Linked DNA regions of Mus musculus: regions 2 and 3 are each linked to region 1. A link is a contact called in public HiChIP or PLAC-seq and promoter capture Hi-C data. All regions are on one chromosome and are shown on one strand. The core of a region is the stretch at or near the end of the contact, and the rest is flanking DNA. Distances in the headings are between cores, read along the strand shown.

What was found. Promoter capture Hi-C pulls out the DNA fragments that hold promoters and counts their contacts. HiChIP or PLAC-seq counts read pairs in DNA pulled down with a chosen protein or histone mark.
Region 2: a contact with region 1 is called in a FOXA1 HiChIP or PLAC-seq map of pancreatic cancer cells. The contact joins the enhancer-like site here to the promoter of Phtf1 in region 1. A contact is called at or near these places in 14 of 39 promoter capture datasets (the 3T3-L1 cell line, 3T3-L1-derived adipocytes, the C10 cell line and 7 more), 1 of 15 datasets of contacts at CTCF or cohesin (large pre-B cells), 6 of 115 datasets of contacts at active chromatin or transcription factors (the 230-238 cell line, the NIH/3T3 cell line, embryonic basal ganglia and 3 more) and 1 of 9 other capture datasets (adipose tissue).
Region 3: a promoter capture Hi-C map of liver shows a contact between it and region 1, with 2.5 times the contacts expected there. The contact joins the promoter of Mov10 here to the promoter of Phtf1 in region 1. A contact is called at or near these places in 6 of 39 promoter capture datasets (hematopoietic stem and progenitor cells, hippocampal neurons, liver and 2 more) and 2 of 115 datasets of contacts at active chromatin or transcription factors (astrocytes and memory CD8 T cells).

What each region holds. Positions count from the first base shown.
Region 1 is chr3:103,966,110-103,969,659 of GRCm38.p6, forward strand. It overlaps Phtf1 (putative homeodomain transcription factor 1), which reads left to right and starts at 2,149. Exons shown (of 19, transcript NM_013629.2): 1 at 2,149-2,678; 2 at 2,946-3,021. The coding sequence starts at 2,977. It overlaps Phtf1os (putative homeodomain transcription factor 1, opposite strand), which reads right to left and starts at 2,207. Exons shown (of 1, transcript NR_030676.1): 1 at 1-2,207. Rsbn1 (rosbin, round spermatid basic protein 1) reads left to right here. Exons shown (of 8, transcript NM_001356556.1): 8 at 1-527.
Region 2 is chr3:104,673,862-104,677,259 of GRCm38.p6, forward strand. No RefSeq gene overlaps it. Among named protein-coding and RNA genes, the nearest start is that of Gm34548, 5.1 kb to the right of the region's middle. Within about 2 kb of position 1,485, at least 184 of the 459 cell types and tissues checked have an H3K27ac peak or open chromatin away from gene starts, as enhancers often do. A contact at or near this core is called in 3T3-L1-derived adipocytes, adipose tissue, hippocampal neurons and 2 more, where this site is marked.
Region 3 is chr3:104,816,441-104,819,675 of GRCm38.p6, forward strand. Mov10 (Mov10 RISC complex RNA helicase) reads right to left here and starts at 1,865. Exons shown (of 20, transcript NM_008619.2): 1 at 1,496-1,865. The coding sequence starts at 1,632.

The sequences.
Region 1 (3,550 bases), core at 899-3,398:
CTTCCATTTAAAAAATCTCCATACATTTTTTAGGATCCACTTGTGCATGTAGTTGAGACCACCGTCTCTTAAAATATAGCACTTTTCAATTCTCTCTAAAGAAATACTTATGTAATACTATCACACGTTGTAAATTTTCATGTAATAGTGTTTTCTGTGACTAAACTTCATTTTGATTGGCAGCTAAGACTTTTTTTCCTGTGGCTTTAATTTATCTAAGAGGTCTTTGCATATAGATGAAATGTTTAATTTGCCTGGCGGACTATTTGCGTTTGTGTGGCCTTAGTTTGTTTATTGACATTAACAAGTGTTTTAAAAGGTTTTTAATGGATAGTCTTAAATCTCAAATTTGTGTGAATAATAATTCTTTTAACACAGTGCTTTTTTGTAGCTGTCTGAGTGTGTTAAATTGTTAAGCTATTTCTTTGTAAAGTAGGACAATGGAATGCATAGGTTTCTTTTTTTTCCTGTAAAGTATTTTTTTAATAAACAAAGTCTGATTTGTCCTTTACTGATGTTTCAAAATGAATAGCACATGGGAGTTGTCATTGCTGGCACCCTGTTTGTCGAGTACTAGTCTTCTCCACACACACATGCATCCATCTACTCACCTTCTTTTTGCCATTTTAGTTTTAAGCTTTAGAAGAAAATCATGGACTTTTCTTTGCCAAAGAAAAAGTCAGAGATACCCAGACTGAGGTACAACTAGTTTTGAAGAAAAATGAAGCTTTTATTTGTGATAGTTGTCCTTATTGCTGCTTAAAATTGGTTACCTGCATTTAGAGCAGCCGTAGGCTTGTGACGATGCATGGCATAATAATGAAGATGCTTACTTTTCAGATGTGGATGGAGTATGGGAGACAAGAGAATCCCTTTCCTCATTAAGTTTTGTGTGAACTCTGTAGTTGAAGTGCCTGTCCTGACAGCATTTAGGTCTTAGAAGGGTCTCAGTATTTCATCAGTTCTCATAGATAGGAGGGGGTTAATTATCTCCACAACACTGGTGAGAAAACAGACTTGTTAAGTCAATTTCCTAAAATGACAGTTCATTACTGGGAGCTGGGGCCTGAATGTTTTTTGGGGGGTTCAAAGCTTGGCCTTACACAGCAGCATCCTAATAAAACACTGAAAATTTTTACCAGGGTTCCTGAAAAATAATTTGCAGCTGTACCACCAATTCTATTCCTCAAAGTACAGCCACAGCCCAGAAAACCTCTCGTGTGTTTGGCAATGAAGCCAAATGCTTTTGTTATTAGTGTTAAATTTAGGTCTTAACAGTAATTTTTTGAGGTCATTTACCAAAATGAGTTGGTTGTTGCCTTGAGCTCCACTGTCCAGCAGCACTGAAGGGGCTGTTAAGGCTCAACAGCTTTTTATTTAACCCTGAACAGTTAAGGGGTATACAGTGGGGATCACTGCCAATGGGTGAGGCAATTTTTAAAAATAATTCCTATGGGTGTTAACATTTTAGTCGTTTCACAGTATGGATAACTTTCATTTGATGCTGTTTTAATGGCTGGAGACTGCCTAAGTGGTAACTATTACCCATTTTTAGCCTTACATCAACTAAATGCTTAGTGCCTAGGGCAAGAAAGGACTTAGCTTTTAATAAGTTCAAGACAGTGGCCCCTGGAAACAAACCACTAAGGTGCACACAAATGTGTAGAGACAAGAACAGCTTAGAAACCCTGTGGGTATACATATTTATATTTACATTAGAGTGCAGTTGCCCTTTCTCTGGACCTCTCTTTAAATCACTATAAACAGCCATTTTCTCCGATTTGGGGGAAGTCCCAGTGCAGTCCGAGCCCTGTGCATCCCCTTAGTGTTGTGTGGGCAGCAGAAAGCCTTTGTCCCAGAGCTGCCGAGAGCCGAAGGAGGAACCACTGGGCCACAGGCAGCCTGTCCGCGTTCCAGGCCGCGCAAATTCACCAACATTTGTCCATCCAACAAGAACGGAGAACTCGAGCGAAGGCTCGTGCCCTGCACTAGTCTCGTCCCCCCAAAGGAGACAAGGACATGAAGTAAACACCACGCTAAATGCTACAGACCCGCACAGGAACCTCTGGAACATCGGGACCAGCCTCCCGGGGACCGACGGGTACTGGGAGGGTCGTTTCTGAGGTGACTTTCCGTTAAGCGTCGAGGGTTACACGCGAGGCGGCTGTCGGCTTCTTCCTCCGGGCAGCCAGAGCGGCGGGAAGGCGGCCGGGGGCGGAGCCGGAAGGCGGAAGCGGCCGATCGCATCGAGAGCTTGTGGAGCTGCGGCCCGTCCCTCACGGAGGACGCGCGCCGTTGCTCCGGCCCGGGGCCGTCTGCTGGCTTCCAGCCGGGCACCCAGCCCTTGCGGGTGCCGAGGTGGCTGGCGAAGGCACCCTTCCCGCTTCCTTCTGCTCATTCCCCAGTTGGCTCCTGGCTTCTCCCATGGCCTGTTCTGTGGCCGCCTAGGTCGGGCGTCTGTGGCTGCAGGCTGCGCTCCTCCCGGCGCAGGACGCTGGGCTGCCTCCGGGGCAGGGCTGGCCGCCGCGGTCTCCATGGTAACGGCCAGGCGGACGGCCGGGCCTCTGGGGGAAGATGCGGCCTGCCGGGCCCGCCGCCTCGCCCCCGGCCTCTCGGTCCGGCGGGGGTCACTGAGCAGCGGGGGCCCGGCCGGCAGCCTGCCTGGCAGCGGGCACCAGGTGAGCCGGCCGCGGGGAGGCAGAGGGCGCGGGAGGCCAGCTCGGGTACTTGCTGTCCCCGCATCCATTCTTGTGCTGGGTGGTGCAGAGGCTTCTCGGATGCTGTTTCGCCTATTTCCCCCTCCCCCCACCTCTTTCTGGCGAACACCCTGAGTAAGAGCAGCTAGCTAATGGAGAGACTGAGAGAAGCAGATTTTAAGCCATACCCCCAAACGGGACAATGACCTGAAACAACTGGACTTACCGAGATATTTCCTTCGTTTTCAGTGAGATCCCATTTCTCTGGCTGGAGACACAGATGGCCTCAAATGAGAGAGATGCTATATCATGGTATCAGAAGAAGGTAACAACAGTAGTTTTTGTTTGTAAACCATACTCCCTGCAAAAAACTCCCTTAAAGAATATTGTTAACTTTCCTTAAGTTTGGTAATATCACATGTTCTTATATAACATCTCAACATAATTATAAAAAATGATGTGCAAAGTCATTATAAACACAGTTTTAGGTTCTAGGAAGTGAGCTGTAAGTCACCTTTCTCAAGGCAGCATACACGAACTACTACAATGCTTTGCTTTTGCAAATTATCAGTCTTTTAATTTTTTTTTTTTTTTATAAAGACAAGAATGAAATCCTTATCTGCATGGCTCAGATTGTTACTATCGTCTGATTGAGCTGCTCCTTACCTTTTCTTCCTCTCTGATTCCCATTGATGCTTTCTTCAGGGAGTGGAATTTTAGGTGATCTTTAGTGTAAAATATTTGGAGGGTTGCTTTTTTCACTTTTTAGATTCAGCCTTTTTTTTTTTTTCTTTCTTTTTTTTTAAAACATCCCTGGGGAATATGAACTTAATATGTAAGAAACCCACTTTCCA
Region 2 (3,398 bases), core at 235-2,734, 710 kb after region 1:
ATTATAGGTCTGCTGTCTGGAGCCCAGGCCAACTTGTTAGGAAGGAGAAAGGCTCAGACACCCCTAGGGTTGAAAGACAATAAAATTTTTGTTTTGTTTTGTTTTGTTTTTTATTTGTTTACAGTCTCCCCTTAGCCCAGGCAAACCTGGAACTAACTCTGTAGTTAGGCTGGTCTCAAACCCACATTGGTTCTACCTTACCCTCTCAAGTGCTGGGATTACTGGTGTGAGCCATCATCACCATGCCCTGACGGGCATGCCTTTACCTACCTTACTCCTAAATTTGCAAACACCTCAGGGTAGTTTTGCAGCTGGTGAAACTGGAGTTGTGTTGGGTTAAGTCACTCTTGCTTATCAATGTCACGTGACCATTTGTGCATAAGCTAAGAAAAATCTTTTTTCCAGTAGTGAGGCCTGAACCCTGTCGCCAGGGCCTCTTAAGCAAATGCTGTCACTGAGCTGTGTACCCTTAGCTCCCTGACCTGAAATCTCCACCCCTTCACGCCTGACATTCATGACTGCTTCCCGGTGACCTTGTGTCCTGGATCCCTGCTTCTTATAGTCCTTCTTTCCCCTAGAGGCAGGCTCAGAAAGCTGTTTTCCTCTTACTCTTGTCTCGGGTCATTTGGCTGAGGAATTGCAGCTGCCTGGGCGGGGCTGGATGGTAGAGGTGTCTGGATCCGCAGAGAGGAAGCGACTGGAGTTCTCAAGAGTCCTGGGTTCACACTGACCCTTCCTGGTGTTCCCTGGCCCATTGCAGTCCTCCTGGGCATTGCCTAGGCTCCCCGTGTTTCTGCTTGCTTACACCCAGTCCTCAGGATGTCCTCTTCCCTTGCTAGAGCCTCAGCCTACGAGCCCGAAGCTCACATCCTGGGGGTTAATTTCTACCAACTCTAATGCCTTCAAATCCCAGGCTGAGCCTTCAGGCCAGGGTACAGCCTGCAGAGCTGACTCATGTGAAGTAGCTATTGGGTGACAAAGGTGAGAGTGGGCAGAAGCCTCCAGCTGCCCCTCCCATCCCTCCCCCCCCCCCCCAATCTGGGCTCCAAGCCACTGTCCCACGCAGCTTTCAGGGGGAAATGTCCTGATCTAAACTAAGACCAGTGCTATTTCCTGGGTCACAAGATCTCCACTGTGCCCCCTGGACAAATCTCGGTGACACCGGGTGCTTGAGCTGCATGGCTGGACAGGCTCCAGGCTTTGATGCAGCTTCTGCTTGAGGCGTTTACCCCAGCAGCTTGGCCAAGCTAAAGCAACCATTCATCCTGACTGTTTCCAAATGGGGGACTTCCTCTGATGGGAAGATCGTCTGATTCTAATGGGGTCTACATCTTGCCTTAAGTGCTGCTCCTAGAAGACACTAGCGCCAGCCCCCTGGGAGTAGAAACTGTCTACTCCCTCCCACCTACACCTCTGGAGAAATCCACGCACCCACCCTCACACCCCAGTACTGCGGTCATTCCTAACACAACACACCCCAGTGACCGCAAACATCCTCCCTCCTACACACAGCTGGACCTGATCTACAGAGGCGTTAATTCCTCAGGACCTGAACAGCGGCTGTTCCAAGTCCAGGGAGACCTCACGCCGACCTTCAAGGAACAAGAGAGGGGCCCGTCGCTGGACACCCAGGATGGTCTCCGCCCACCCTCTTTCCCATCAAAGCCTTTTCTCCGACATAGCTCCGTAGAGACAGTTCAGGCCCTTACGTGGCAGTGTGCGGCGCCCTCGTGTGGCCCATAGCCACCCAGCACGCTGGCCCCCTGGACCTTAGCTTTACCTCGGCTCCCCTGGCACACCTAGGTGTCCCCTCCCCCATCCGCTCCCCCCAGCTGTCCCCACCGGATGTCAGAACTCCACCTATTCCTGTACGGTGGCTTCCTGTCGGTCAGACCAGGTTAACCTGCTCTTTCCATTAATAGGAGGCTTTGAGAGTCTGGAGCAGGAATCCTGCCACGCTTAGCAGATGCCCTGCTGAAGTGAATTTCCTCATGTGTCTGTCTCCCTGCCCACTCTGAAAGGGCTTCGTCTAGGAAGTGAAAGAAAGGAAAACAAAAACAAAATTACAAAACCAGAGTAAGTTCGCAAGAAAACCAGAGTCACCCATCATCAACTGGGCTTTGACAATTTATCCACCGGAGGGAATGCGAGCTGACTTTCAAGCGTTAAGATTTATGGGAGGCTATTGGTACTGGGCACATAGCTAAGGCAAAGATAAGTCAATCATGCTTAGTGGAGCCAAAACCAGGTTGTTTACCAACCTTCACTGATGATAGTGACGATGATGATGATGGCAAAAAGAGAAATAGCTGTAATTCCAAGTAAGCCAGTTTAGCTGTTATGAATAGGAAATCCCCTTTGGGCTAACCTGTACAAGCCCAGTTAACCTATCTTTGTGAGGTTTTTTTGTTTTTTGTTTGTTGGTTTGTTTGTTTTGTCTTTTTGTTTTTTGAGAAAGGGTTTCTCTGTATAGCCCTGGCTGTCCTGGAACTCACTTTGTATACCAGGCTGGCCTTGAACTCAGAAATCCGCCTGCCTCTGCCTCCCGAGTGCTGGGATTAAAGGCATGCGCCACCACGCCCGGCTTCTATGTGAGTTTTTGTTGTTTTTTTGTTTTTGTTTTTGTTTTTGAGATGGTCTCACGATGCAGCAGCCCTGGCCAGCTTGGAACTAACAGAGATCTACCTACCTTTACCTCCAGAGTTCTGGGATTTAAAGAGTGCCACCTTTTGATTGGCTGATTGATTATTTGATGCTGGGAACTGAACTCATATCAGAGTCTTAGTCACTCTTCTGCTGTTGGCATTGAACACCCCCCCCCCCACAGCACCCCCACCCACCCCCCACCCATCCACCCCCCACCCTGCTGCCTCAAGCAAATCTGCTTTTCATTTTGTTTCTACTTCTTCAGACCCCTTTTCTATAAGGCAAACTCCAGGATGTGTTGTTGTGACTCATGAACCACAAATAAAAGGCCTATGATTAAGTTTATTGATTTGTTAACGACTCTCCTCCATTTTAAGGCATAGCCTTATGCGGTTCAACTGGCCTGGGACCCTTGGTCCTCCAACCTCCGTGCAAAGGCTAGGATGACAAGTATCTGACACACTGGCCGGCTTTTGTTATTTTCTTTGCGAATTTGTTTCTGTCTTTATTTTTTGAGGCAGGATTTCTCTGTGGCCTTGGCTGTCCTGAAACTCACTACTATTTAAACCAAACTGGCCCTCTGACACTATGGTTAGCCTCATTTTTAATCATTTACTTAATTTGAGGGGGGGGATTCGAGATAGGGTTTCTCTGTGTATCCCTGGCTGTCCTGGAACTCACTCTGTAGTCCAGGCTGGTCTTAAACTCAGAGGGATTCACCTGCCTCTGCCTCCTGAGTACTGGGATCAAAG
Region 3 (3,235 bases), core at 615-3,114, 850 kb after region 1:
TACACTTGGGAACCTGAGGCCGGAGACCCATTTAAGTTTGAAAGTTTGAGGCCAACCTGTATGGTTATAAACTTGACTAGAATAAATGATAGCCCTGATAAATTAGCTTAGTGAGAAACTTTACCGCTCAGATGATCTGATCAAGTTCCACACCCTCCACTTTCCATATGTAACCTTCTGGTCTGTTTATAGCAAGAATTGCTCTTGATGTATGATGTTTCCATTCAGTAAACAACACCCAGACATCTGCTTTAAGTCCCTAGCAATCCGTTGTATTTGGAGTTAGGCACTCTTTTTTCCCTACTTCCAAAGTACTGGACTTGTGATCAGAGCCACACTGCACTTTGTGGACATAGGTGAACACATGGGTGGAGACTTGTTGACTATCCATCCTGTGCTAAGTGCTCTTTACCTTCCTTCAGCATTTTCCTTACCATCCCAGGCGTCATTTCAGCCTGTTGTATGGCATACTATAGACTATGCTGTATGCATATCATACCTTGCGTACTGCATAGTTTTCATCTGTGTGTTCCCACAGTACCCAGCACAGGGTAGAGCATAATACAGGTCTTTGCCTCTATTTCAAGAAGCCACTCAACCCTTTTAATGTTCCTTTTAAGACATGTTCATGAATAACAGTAATATTCTGGTTAACGCGGACTCCTACCTTCTCCCCTAGCCTCAAGCTACACTATCATTATTAATTCCGTCTAAAACTCGCCCCAAATCACGTAACAGCAGCCATATCTCACCCATACTAGCATTTTGGTCAGTTGCAAGGCAAATCTCTCAAAATCTGTTAAGGCCCAATCCCATTCCCCTGCTTACTAGTGCACCTCTTTACACTCATCCCAGCTAAATTGCTTCTCCGGCTTCCATCCATAGCAGCAGCCTGTTGCTAGAGGTGTTCGTCTATGGTTTGACAGAAGTCTCTTTGATTTTTTTACTTGGGTGGTAACAGGAAAAGGAAACCAAATATCTTCAGCCATAGGGAAAAGGGGCCTCTAGGAGGCTGTCCCTGGCCCCGAGTCTCCATGGAGAAGCCACAGGTGCTAAGGGAGGTTTGATTGCCTACGCAGTTTGTGTTCTTTTCTCCCTAAAGCTCCCCGAGATTCTCCCGCCTACCCTGGGCCTCTTCAGCTCTCCCGCAGCGTGGACCCTGCAGGCAGTCCTCCCTTAACAAGGGGGCGGGGATCCCCGCTTGGCCCGCGCCTGCAGCGCCTTCCCTGTGGGACTCCCCTCCCCCACCATCGAGCCCCGACCACCGCGAGCCGCGCGTGGGCACCGACCCCTCCCCGCCGGGCTGGGCTGTGCAGAGCGGGCGGGCTACGGGTGGCGCTGGCTGGGCGTGGGCAGACGACGGAGTAGGTCTGCCAGGACCGGACCGGCCTGATCGGCCCCGGGCTGCATCCCTGTGCACCCGCGGCGGGAAGGTGGCCCCACCACCCGGGGCGCTGGCCCCGCGTCTTGGGGCCCGTGGTGGGCCGGCCCGTACCTGGGCTTGAAGTCGTGGTTGTAAATCGTCCGCAGCCGCTCACGATCTGTCTCCAGGTCCAGTCCACGTTCGGCCAGAAAACTCTCGAACCTCTGGCCGGTCTCCCGGAGCTTTCGGCAGCTGAACTTGCTAGGCATCGCGGCGGCGGCGGCTGCGGCCCAGGCAGGAGGGTCCGCGGAAATGAAACTGAAAGTCGCCGCCGCGGTTTAGAGTTGGCTGGTCTGGGGTGAGGGTGCAAAGGGGAAAAGCCCCCTACCTCTGACGTCTGCTCCGGCCAGCCACCTTCTCCCCGACTGCCTCCCCTCCTCCGTCCTTCTCCTACCTGAGCCTTCCTTTCGGTCTCTTCGTCCTATCCCCTCCCCCCCTTCACATTAACTCTTTCCTAAGGAGTCTGACCCCTCCCTCAGGGCCCTCCCCTTACCCCGAGCTCCCTCCCCTGGCAGCGAGCCAGGATCCGAACGTGGATATCGCCTGGGGCCCCCTAAACAGCCCGGAGGACCTTGGAGCCTCAGCTAGGGCTACTCCCACGCCCACTCTCCAGAGCCTCGGGACATAGAAAAGCTGCAGAGCAAAGGGCAGAGCCCCGGACATGGGTCGGCTGCAGCTGGACTGGGGCCGCTCGTCCAGCACCTCCCCCAGACTGCCAGGGACATAAACCAGTACGGAAGCGAGCGGCACGCCCCCTCCCCCATTCCCTCCCTCCTCTGGCTTTCTGATACAGAGGAAGGCAGAAGTCAAAGTTGTGTGTGTGTGTGTGTGTGTGTGGGGAATGGATGGAGGGAGAGCAAGTGTCTCTATAGATAAAGGGGTGTGCGTGTGGGAGAGAGGGACAAGAGCTTCTGCCAAGACCCAGTCCTTGCTTTTCTGGGTCACACAGGCTTCATAATACTTCAAGGTTGGAGATTCTTGCTCTTGAGCTATGCATTTGGGCACTCGGTTTGTGTTACTCTTCACTACTTATTGGCAGTAAATCATGATTGCCCAGCCAGTCAAAAAAACATTAGCACCTAGAGAGCCAGGCGTGCTAGGCAATAAATGGTTAACACTGACAACATTAGTACCAGGAAAAGAAGTAGACCAATATGCTTAGGCAAACTAAGGGGTGGGGCTACTATAACAACAAATGTAAAACAAGCCTTCTGCACCTATTTATCCCCTGGAATGAAACTAAAAAACAAAAACAAAACCCAAAACAAACAAACCCCATACACACTACAATGAGAAAGTGAGAAAGGCTTAATCTACCAGAATTCCACATGTATCAAAGTTACTGTTCTCCAAGGTTCCTTATAGGCAGCAACAGTCTAACCCAGGGTAGGGAATGCCCTGAACAGGGTCAAGTTCCCCCTTGGTTAACTACTCCTAAGCCAAGAGTATGCTATGCAGTCAGGAATGGAGACTACAGGAACAGGGAAATCTTACGTCCTAGAAATTGATGTAAACTCGAGGGAAAAACTAGGAGTAGCCAGATGCTTAACACCTCCAGACCTTCCCATCCACTTTATATGATGCAGGCTCAGAGAAGATAATAGACTTCTAAAAAGTACTGTTGTTTTGGGGCACAGTGGTCCAAGCCTGTAATCCCACTTCTTGAGAGTCTGAGGAAGGTCTACTAAGAGTCTGAGCCACTTTGGGTTACACAGCAGGACAGTCTCAAAAACAAAATTGCTATTCTTTATCATTTCAAAATCCTACAAATACACCTATGATGAGCACAATAAAAGTGCCTTTTAGACATAC